Regions from separate parts of the Ovis aries genome. Here region 1 is linked to region 2. A link is a contact called in public Hi-C data. All regions are on one chromosome and are shown on one strand. The core of a region is the stretch at or near the end of the contact, and the rest is flanking DNA. Distances in the headings are between cores, read along the strand shown.

Region 1 (4,494 bases), core at 459-2,958, 140 kb after region 2:
TCTGAGCCTCAGTTCCCATCTTAAAATCTAGTAGGATTAAGAATCAAGGGTAATGCATGCAAAATGCTTTGTAAAGGGCCTGACATGTAGTAAGTGATCAATCAAAGGTAGGTGTTGATAATTATTCAACTCAGCATACCCAGACAAAGGGACACAAAATCACCACCTTCCCAACACCCATTCAGAGGAAGGCCTCAGCCCTGTGGTCAAGGAGAGCTTTTTTGGAGCTGACCCTCCAGGTGGATACAGTGCATGCATGATGGAGGACCAGAGCTAAGCCCTCACCTGGATGAGGCCCCATGGTCCTTGCACCCCACCCCTCTCTGCAACACGCAGAAGGGGGAGGAGAAAATAATCAACTCAACTGAAGCCTCCATTGAGGAGCAGGCCTGTTGCTCCAGGATCCGTAGGAGCCCCTCCACAGCCTGACCATTTCCCTCCCCCTCCTCCTGCCCAGGAAAGGAGAAAGAACCAGAAAAATGACCCTCAGGAGGAGGGTTAGGTTGAGGGCCAAGGAGGTGGGGTGAAGGCAGAGCCAAGCCCCCTTCCCCAACTCACCATGGTCCCAGAACAAAGGACAGGAGGCTGAGAGGTGCTCAGGCCACCCCCACCTTGGGGCCAGTCCCTGCTAGGCAGCCTACCAGGCCCATAGGCGCCCAAGCCCACCCAGACCCAGGAGGGCCTCCTACTTCATCACAGTCTGCGACTTCTCCCCTTTCTATCCTGCATCTCCTCCACAGCCTTGAAGTGTGCGTGGGCAGTGAGACGCTCTCTCTCACCCCCACAGTCCAAAGCCGTGAAGACCCCTAAAGTTCCGGGCTCTTGGACTCTCAGTCCTGAGCCACCCCCTCAATCCCCGGGGTCTGGGCTCCACTCGCCTCTATTCTTGTCTCTGCCTGAGCGCCCAGGCCCCCCAGATGCCCCCTTCACTTATGAGCAAATGTCAACTGCAACCCCAAGGGCCCCCAGACCAAGGCCCCGCCCCCTCTTTTTCTTCACGGCTTGCAGCGCCCTAACCCTTTCCGCTGATACCATCCGAAGACCCCCTTTCCTAATTCCCCTTCTCCGGGACCCCCTGTCATGTCCTCCCAGGCCGGCGCCCCTCCAGGGGAGCCTCCGCCTCAACCTGACCCCTCTCCTCTGCAGGCCTCCTTTATCCCTTGATCCTTCCCATTCCTAGCCTCCTTTTCTAAACGCATACCCTTCCTAAGCCCCCTCTCTGCGCCCCACCCCAAGACCCTTTTTCCAGACCCGCGGAGCCCAAGCGCCCGTTCCCCAGATTCTGCCATCCCAGGCCCCCTCCTCAAAGTCGCAGCGCCCCGACATCTTCCTCTCCAGCTGAGGGGCCGAGAAGCCCACCCCAACCCCCCGCCCCCGACTCAAGACTCCAGGTCCCAGTCGCCACCTCCAGTTCGGGAGCCCGGGCCCCCAGCACACCGTATACGTGTCCACGAGCTCAGAGCCCACGACGCGCGCCGTCTTGGCCGGCTCGGCCTCCCGCTCGGGCCCGAAGCTGCGCGCCGCCGCCGCCATGTTCCGGGCTCGGTCGCCGCCGCCGCCCGGCGCAGACTGGCAGCAGTAGGGGGCGGGGTCAGCGTCCCACCGCCCCCTGGCCCCCGCCGCCCCCCGCCCCCGGCGCGAGCCGTGCGGCCATGCCGGCCCCGCCGCCTTCTCGCGCCCCCGCCCCACTCCGCCCCGCGCACGTAATTGACAGCTGCGGCCCGCGGCGCGCGTGCGCAGGCCGCCTGGGACGGTTCGATTGCGTAATCGGTCCCCGGGGCCCCGCCCGCCGCGCGCCTTGCAGCTCGGGAGAAACCGAGGCTCGGGCAGGAATTGCTCTGGGCTCTGGCACTCGAAAGGGATGGCCCTGCACCTTCCGTGGCAAGTCACTGCCACGCCTGGCCTTAGTTTCCCTCTCCGCAAAAGCGACAGTAATTACATCTCACCTACCTCTTGGTCTCATTCCCTGGAGTGTGTTGAAGGAGGATCTGATTTGTAACTCTGAGCTAGTTCTTAACCTCTGCAAGACTCAGATATCTCTGTCAAATGGACTTTCTAGAGAATTGAGGGGGTTAATCCATGCAATGGCTGGCAGGCAAGGCAGGGAACTGGTATAGGCTCTGTGACTTCCCAGGTGGGTCAGTGGTAAAGAATCCGCCTGCCAAACAGGAGACGCAGGTTCCATCCCTGGGTCCGAAGATCCCCTCGAGGAGGAAATGGCAACCCACTCCAGTATTCTTGCCAGGAAAATATCCCATGGACAGAGGAGCCTGGCAGGCTACAGTCCATGAGGTCACAAAGAGTCAGGCATGACTGAGCCACTCAAAACCAGCTGCGTGAAGGACGTGGAGGGGTTAGGTGGAAAGGATATGTGCTGGCCATCTGGCACAACACCCCCAGATGGTATCCTACCAGAGCTCAAAATGAGGGGGTGACAGATTGGCGCTGGACTCAGGAACTACAGTGCTGGAAAAGGGAAGCATGGGCACAGAGAAGGAGCCCTAACCCAGGTCCAGAAGAGGTAGTGACCCAACTGGAGAGGGAGAGTCTCACACAGACGAGGCATCTGTTGGTGTATTTGTTGACTGGTAGAGTGCATTTCAGCCTAGACCTAGTACTTTTCTCCCTGAGGAGATGACAGGTCTGGGGAGCGGCTCCTCTGGCACCCTTGGCAGAAGGGCTCCAAACTGCACTCTCTTGAGGTAGGCCAGTGCCTTCCTTCTCCACGAGTCCCACAGCACCACGATCCGAGCTTGGCACTCAACGCTTCTCTTGGCAGGGTCCTCCACTCCCAGCTTCTTTTTGCATACTGCTGCAGGAAAGTGAAGTCACTCAGTCGTGTCTGACTCTTTGCGACCCCAGGGACTGTAACCTACCAGGCTACTCCGTCCATGGGATTTTCCAGACAAGAGTACTGGAGTGGGTTGCCATTTCCTTCTCCAGGGAATCTTCCCAACCCAGGGATCTAACCCGGATCTCCCACATTGCAGGCAGATGCTTTACCATCTGAGCCACTAGGGAAGCCCAGAGGGGTTTAGTTTAAGTCAGGAGCTGCCAAGTCAGCCAGACCTGAGCAAGTCACCACCCCTCCAGGAGCCTCACCCACCTCCTTGGTTGGATAAGAGTTGTGTTGCTGATCTGGGGGCCTGGCCTGGGGGCCTGGCCTTGCAGCTCCTGCCTGTCCTGGACTCATGTTTTCATTCATTCCAAAAACCTTTCCAGAGAGTCTCCTGGGGGAATGGGGGACAGAGGGAAAGAGCTCTGGTCCTGTAGCCCTTCATCTGCTCCTTGCCCTGGGCAGAGGACACAGGGACTCAGGCCAGTGTGAGATCACCAGGGCCAAGGGGAGGGAGTAGAGGATATTGCAGGCAGGGGTGGGCTGGGTCGGGAATGCGGCGGGGCTAGGCTATTTAAGCCCAGGGCCGCTGGCAACCCCAGCAGCCTGCCCTGTGAGCCGCCAGTATGGATGACATCTACAAGGCTGCGGTAAGGGATGGGCCTGGGCAGGGCTGGGGTGGGCATACCCTTTGGGGCCTGGGGTGGGCGTACCCACTGGGGGCTCAGGGGCAAGGTCACCCTAAGGAGGTGGTAGGGACCCAGGATAGAGTCCAGTAACTTTCAGCCTAGACCTTCAAGGGGCCGGTTGGTCTGGCATTCCAGGGTGTAGAAGGGGTGAAGAGTTTAGGATCTGGGGGGAACTATCAGGGTTGGTGGAGGAGGACATCAAAGCTATAGCATCATGTCCAGCCCGGTCTCCAAATGTCTGTAGCCTGTGTCACTGTCTCTGGGACACACCTCTCTGCATTTGTGTGTTTGGTCTGTCTCTTTGTTCCTCCCAAGCTCTCCTTCTGAGGCTCTGTGGCTGTTTCCCTCTCCGCATTGCTGCCCCTCATATTTGGCTCCTCACCCATCCAATCCCCCACCACCCCCTTGGCTGGCTGAAGGTGCTCTGGAGGGTGGGACAGGGGTTGTGAGGAGGGGGCTGCAGAGGGCTCTGAAGCTTGATGCAGGCACAGAGGGACTAGGAGGGAATAACAGACCTGGGGCGCAGCCCCTGTTCAGCCTGGCAGGCTCAGGGCTCAGTGGCTCAGCTAAGGGGAAGGGCTAGAGGGTGGTCACCTTTTCTTGGTCACCCCAAGTCCCTGCAGGGGCCACTGAGGGGCTTCAGATGCTATTCCAACCTGGGAGTGGGGGTGTTGCTGACCTCCGTCCACCACAGAGACAAGGACATCTGACCCAGACAGCTGCGCGCAAGGGAACCCCTACCTCAGCTCCAGGAAGTACGGACCCCCTCCTGGGCAGGAAAGGCTACAGCTGGCTCTGGGGGTGCCCCTGTCTTTCCTGCAGGAGTCTGTGGAGCTGGGAGAGGGGCAGCCCTCCACCCCGTGCCCATACAAGGCCTGGCGGACCAGGGACTAATTTTGGCTCTTGAGACACCAGGAGGCCAAGGGGCCAGATAACGCTGCCCCACCCCCTGCATGCCAGAGTCCCCAG
Region 2 (5,226 bases), core at 1,841-4,340:
AGTAACTGAATGATCTGTCTCTCCCATTAGTGTTCTTCTGGGGTGGGGAGCCCTCTACCTTATTCTATCTTCTAATTGGTGGTCATTAAATATTAATGAATGGATGAACAGAAGAATTAAGTATCTTTAGAAACCACCAATTTACTTTTCTAATGAGAGTTGGCAGTTCACAAGTGATCGTGTTTCCGGAGAGGGAGAAAGCAGAAAGAACCTAGGAGTTAGAGAAGTCTTTCTGGAAGAGGAACTAGCCTATCCAGAGCTAGTGCTCAGCAAAGCAATGCCAGGCACTTGTTTATAGCGCTTGCCCTTGGTACCCATAACTCTGGCCTGTAAAGACAGTGGTATTTAAGCGGGGCAGACCAGCTGCTCCCTCTAGGGTTTGGACGTGCCAATTAGGAGCTTACACATATCCTATCCCGCTTCTGGATGCTGTGGGCAAGTCTATTCCTTAGGCCCTAACAGTGTCACTGGCAGGCTTGAAAGGACAGCGTCCAGAGTGCAGTCACGTGCCCTTCCATCTAAGTGCAGGGAAGGTCTCAAGGTTGAACACCAATGTATCTTTGTCGCCCCGCTTACAGGAGAGCCCAGGCGGATCTCCACGCCCCACTGAGGGAGACAGTACTCGCCCTTCTGCAGGATTAAAGCAGCTCAGCGCTGAGCGGAATGAGAGGTCTGCAACCTAACAGTATTCCCAGCAAAATGGTTCCTTTGCCGCCTCCTGCTTGCTTGAAATGAAACGGAGGCTGCTGCACCCCCACTTACAAAAGGTCTCCTGGCCCACGCGCAGTTTAATCATGATCCACTCCATCGTTCCTCCGAGGACAAAAAAGAAAGGCAGGAACCTGTAGACGCCGAATCGCTGCTTCCCGGGCACCCGCTGCAGAACCCGCCTCACCTGGGTCCTAGAAAACATGCCGGACATAGGAGGTCGTTGGAGGAGGGTAAGGCGGAACGAAGGCTGGAGCGCCCAGATGAAACCAAAGCCGCCCTGCCCGTCCTTGCTGAGTCCGACGGCCAGGTTGCCTTTCAATCCGGGTCTTGCACCGCCTCCACCGAGGTCAACAGTGGAGCCCGAAGCGGGTAAGGAGCTGGGCGCTGAGCTCCGACCCAGAACCTGGGGCGCCTCCACCAATAAGCGTGAGGCTGGACGCGCGGGTCCGCCAATCAGAATGTGATGGAGTGCGCATGCTCGATGAGGCCGAGCCCTGCAGGCGCCTCCACTCCTGCTCTTGGAGGCAGGGCGGGCCAAGGGGCGGGAACTCCCACGTGGCGTCGGCCAGGCCCCGCCCCCTGCCCGCCCTTGTGCAAGCTGGTACTCAGAGTTGGCGGCCGCGCCCCCTACTCTGCCACCGCCATCTTTTCTCTTAAAGTCCTGAGAGAAGTGATGACGCTGACTGATGTACTACTGAACGTGTACTGCACCATGCTCTAAAATACAGTCACACAACGCCTTGCATTTATTTCGTGATCGTGACTGATGCCTAGACTTCTAAAAATAACAGGATTTGAGATGCACTGTTGAAAGCTGAACTTTAGCATGACAAAAGTCTAAGTAAAAATCTTGTGGCAAACAACTATAACATTAATAAAAACTATCCTGTATGGGGCACTTACCGTTATTCCCAGACTACTAGACAATCTAAGAACATCAAACAAAAACTTAGAATTAATAAGAGTTTAGTAATGTAGACACAATATATAAAAACAGGCTGGAAAAGAGAGATCAAGCAGCAACTCTGGAAGGTAGCAGGGCCCGATGCTGAGCTGCCAGGCCCAAGGTGCTGCCTGGATAACCTGCCTTCTCCTGGGGCAAACCCTACCAAACCATGTGCACACACCGGCTTGGTGCCCACTCTAGCTTCTCTTGGTGGCTCTGCGGGCTGGACGCCACAGAGCGTCCATCTTCCACCCAGATGAGACTTATAGGTGGCCAAAGCCCCAGCACACACCTAGTTCACTGGGGCCCTGGGGGTGGGGGCCGCACCCACCCATCCCCACGGACCCACCTATGGCTTCCATTATCCTGTGCCAGCACTCGTCATATGACTGGCACTGTAGGTCCTCAGTCAAGGAGCAGGGAATAGCAGAATGTACACACACCCTTAAAGCCGGCGAGGCCACCGCGGAGAGCACCTCAAGGAAACAATGTCTAGCTAGCCAGCTCTCCACCGACAAGGCCCCGACAAGGCAGGTGCAGGGTAGGCCTGCTCAAGGTCCAGGACACGGATATTTGAGGAGTCAGACTCAGACAAAGAATCTGAGTGAAATAAACGCGGGTGGAGAGTGGTTCCCAGCAGGAAAGAGTAATTTCGTTTAAAATCCTGTTTGTTGATAGTGCTAGAAAAGCATCAGGGGTCCAAGCGGGGAAGCGAGGAGGGGTGCGGATCGGTGCGGCCATTTGCTGAGGTAGGAACCAGGCAGGCGAAGTCAGCCTGGCCCTCCGCCTCGCTCCACGTTAACAGGGTTCACCTGTGTGAGCAGAGAGACCGGAGAGCGAAGTGGCTGCTTCTGCGTCGGTTGCACTGCGTGTCCCGAGGTCTCACCCAGCGTGGGGCTGGCACCAGGGAGCGCGCGGGAAGAACTCTTTATTCTCTAAGTGAGTGAAACGGACTGGCATAGCCAGTCATGGGCGGGAGGCGGGGAACAGGACCCCGATTTCAGAAGTGGGGGAAGGGGCGGAGGATCTGAGGTCTGGAAGACAGGAGGTGGAGGAAGGGGCGGGAGGACCTAAGAGCAGAGAGGGAGAAGGAGGACTGGGGGTCCCAGCTAGACCCGCAGCACTCTGGCCCTCTCCTTTCCAAGCCCTGGCCGTCCGGAGCCTCGCGGGGACGGCCGTTCTTAGGAATTCCGACCTCCCGGGAGGAGGACAGAAAGAGCCGCTATGGCCTCAGCAGATACCGCAGGGGGGCGCAGACTTCTGGACCTCTCGGGAGACTGGGGGAAGGGGCCCGGCAGCCCGCCCCGCCCCGCCTCGCCCGGGACCTCCCGCCCCGCCCGGGCCGAGGGGCGCGCCCATTGGCGGACGGGCTCCGCGCGCCGCGCCCATTGGCCGGCCGCCGTGAGGGAGCACGAGGCCACCGTGGCGGGCGCGCAGTCGGAGGGGCGGCGGACTGGCCTGAGGGCAGAGGGCTGCGCGGGCGGCGCGCAGCGGGCATGGCGGGTGCGGGGCTGAGGGCGGCCGCTCGGCGCTGGATGCCGCGCCGAGACCACGGCGGGCCGCGAGCCGCCTCGTCCTCGCCCTCCTGCCCAGGTTGCGGCCCCCCGGGTCCCGGCGCCCACTGCCCGGGCGCCCCGCGCTCCGCGCCCGCCCCGGCGCCGGCCGGCGGCGCCGCCGAGCCCAGCGCACACCTGTGGGCTCGATACCAAGACATGCGGAGACTGGTGCATGGTAAGTGAGCCCGAGCGGGAGGAGCGTCGGGGGTGTAGCCCGAGCGGCGGCAAGCTCCAGGGCACCGCTTGCGAGTCGGCCGGGACACGCCGCTCCTCGGGGGAAGCGCGGTGGTGGGGCTCGCCTGAGCGCCTGAGCCCCAAGGCCCGGCTGCCCTTCGGGAGGGTGGTCCTGGGGACGCGTGGTCCTGGGGACGCTTGGAGGCGGGCGCGCGCGCGCGGGGTTTGTTCCTCCGCTGGTTCTCGGTAGCTCCGGGCTTCCTGGAGCGGCCGCCGAAAGGCGGGACCCCGCCGTCTTTTCTCAGAGTCCCACCGAAGCCGAAACGCCCCCAGCCCCTTGTTCTCTTCGGGGCCCTTAGTTGGGGCGGTAGTACTGGGGACAAAGCCGGCCGGCCGGCGGCGCTGGCCGGAGCGGACTCGGAGGGACTCTCGACCCAAAGATGCTGACTGGACTCTTCGGACGCCTCTAGAGTCGGCCCTCTCTGTCTAGGAAGAGAAGGCGTTGTTTGAGAAACAACACCAAGTCGTCCCAGCCCCCTGGAATCCAGAAGAGTTGCTGCTCCCTCGGTCGGGGCACTTTCTCCTCTGCCCTCTCCTGGGCAGATGAGGCCCCGGTGAGGCCGGAGGGCGGAGAGGGCTGGAGGTTTGTCCTGGTGTCGGGAGCCCTGCCTCTGCAGCGGACAGATGTGGTTGGCTCCGGGCCCTATCTCTGGCCAGCTGGGTGGCGCTCAGCGCGCCTCTCCCTCGCGAACCCTCGGTGTCTTACATCGGAAAACACAGTCCTGCCGGGGCCCCTGCCTCAGGGTTGTGGCGGTGACTCGGAAAGAGGCCAAGAAGGGACAGGGGAGCTTCCGGAGGAGCCCCCTCCCCCCGGGAGTGACGCGGCTTTTGTTATCTGTAAGGACAAACGTGGTCCTGTCCGGAAGATTCCGAGTGACTGATCTGAGGCTTCCGCTCCAGCAGTGTGAAGACCTGGGAGTGCTGGGTGGACAGGACTCACCTCTTGAGAAGCTGAGGCAGAACAAGAAAGACCCCCGAGAAACGGTGGTTTTGAAGTCCTTGGCCCTCTCTGAGGAAGGTCCCTACCTTACCCCCCTACTGGACAGAACACTCCCGGGGTGCCAGTGTGTGGAGATGTCTTTGCTGTGCGCCTCCAGAAGACCTTCTGTACAGCCGCCTGAGAAGCCTGTATTGTGTGTGTGGCAAGGAGACAGAGGGAGGTCTAGTGGGCTTTAGCTCTCCAGGGCCTGCCTGAATCTTCACATCTTCTCATAGACACCCAAGCTCCTCTTGATGTGATAAGGACAAGATCATTTCCAAGTTGCCCTGGTGAGTGCCAGGATGAACCAGCCCTACACACCTCATTCCTAACTCTCCCCTTCTGGCTGGTTTTTCTGGGGAGCAATTCTGGACATTGAGGCATGCTGATCCTGCTCAGTCACTTCTGACTGTTTGTGACCCCATGGGCTAGCCAGCCAGGCTCCTCTGTCTATGGTATTTCCCAGGCAAGAATATTGGAGTGGGTTGCCATTCCCTCCTCCAGGGGATCTTCCCAACCCAGGGATCAAACCCGTGTCTCCTAGTCTCCTGCATTGCAAGCGGTTTCTTTACCGCTGAGCCACCAGGGAAGCCGCAGGGGCATGCTGATGCCTGTGGGCAAAACTTTGTCAGGGAGCCAGGTCCCAGGCAAGCCCCCCCTTCCCCCCTTAACCCTGGCCTCAATGTGGCGACATTGGAAGGCTAGGCCAAGGGGCACAGTGATTGAGACAGGTGGGGTGACCTGAATTTAAATCTCAGCTCCATGGCCTACTGCTAGATGGGTTGGAGTAAGTGACTTTA

The links. Hi-C and Micro-C count contacts between places; a contact is called where the count stands out from the background.
Region 1: a Hi-C map of blood shows a contact between it and region 2, with 2.9 times the contacts expected there. The contact joins the promoter of NISCH here to the promoter of NT5DC2 in region 2. A contact is called at or near these places in 8 of 16 Hi-C or Micro-C datasets (blood, hypothalamus, liver and 4 more).

Annotation. Positions count from the first base shown.
Region 1 is chr19:48,509,502-48,513,995 of ARS-UI_Ramb_v3.0, forward strand. NISCH (nischarin) reads right to left here and starts at 1,709. Exons shown (of 22, transcript XM_042236121.1): 1 at 1,438-1,709. The coding sequence starts at 1,533. It overlaps LOC121817243 (a long non-coding RNA gene), which reads right to left and starts at 3,341. Exons shown (of 2, transcript XR_006057067.2): 1 at 3,107-3,341; 2 at 2,557-2,809. TNNC1 (troponin C1, slow skeletal and cardiac type) reads left to right here and starts at 3,437. Exons shown (of 6, transcript XM_004018400.4): 1 at 3,437-3,486. The coding sequence starts at 3,463.
Region 2 is chr19:48,371,660-48,376,885 of ARS-UI_Ramb_v3.0, forward strand. It overlaps NT5DC2 (5'-nucleotidase domain containing 2), which reads left to right and starts at 3,091. Exons shown (of 14, transcript XM_027958322.3): 1 at 3,091-3,388. The coding sequence starts at 3,154. It overlaps LOC101110881 (ubiquinol-cytochrome-c reductase complex assembly factor 5), which reads right to left and starts at 1,066. Exons shown (of 4, transcript XR_003586133.3): 1 at 763-1,066.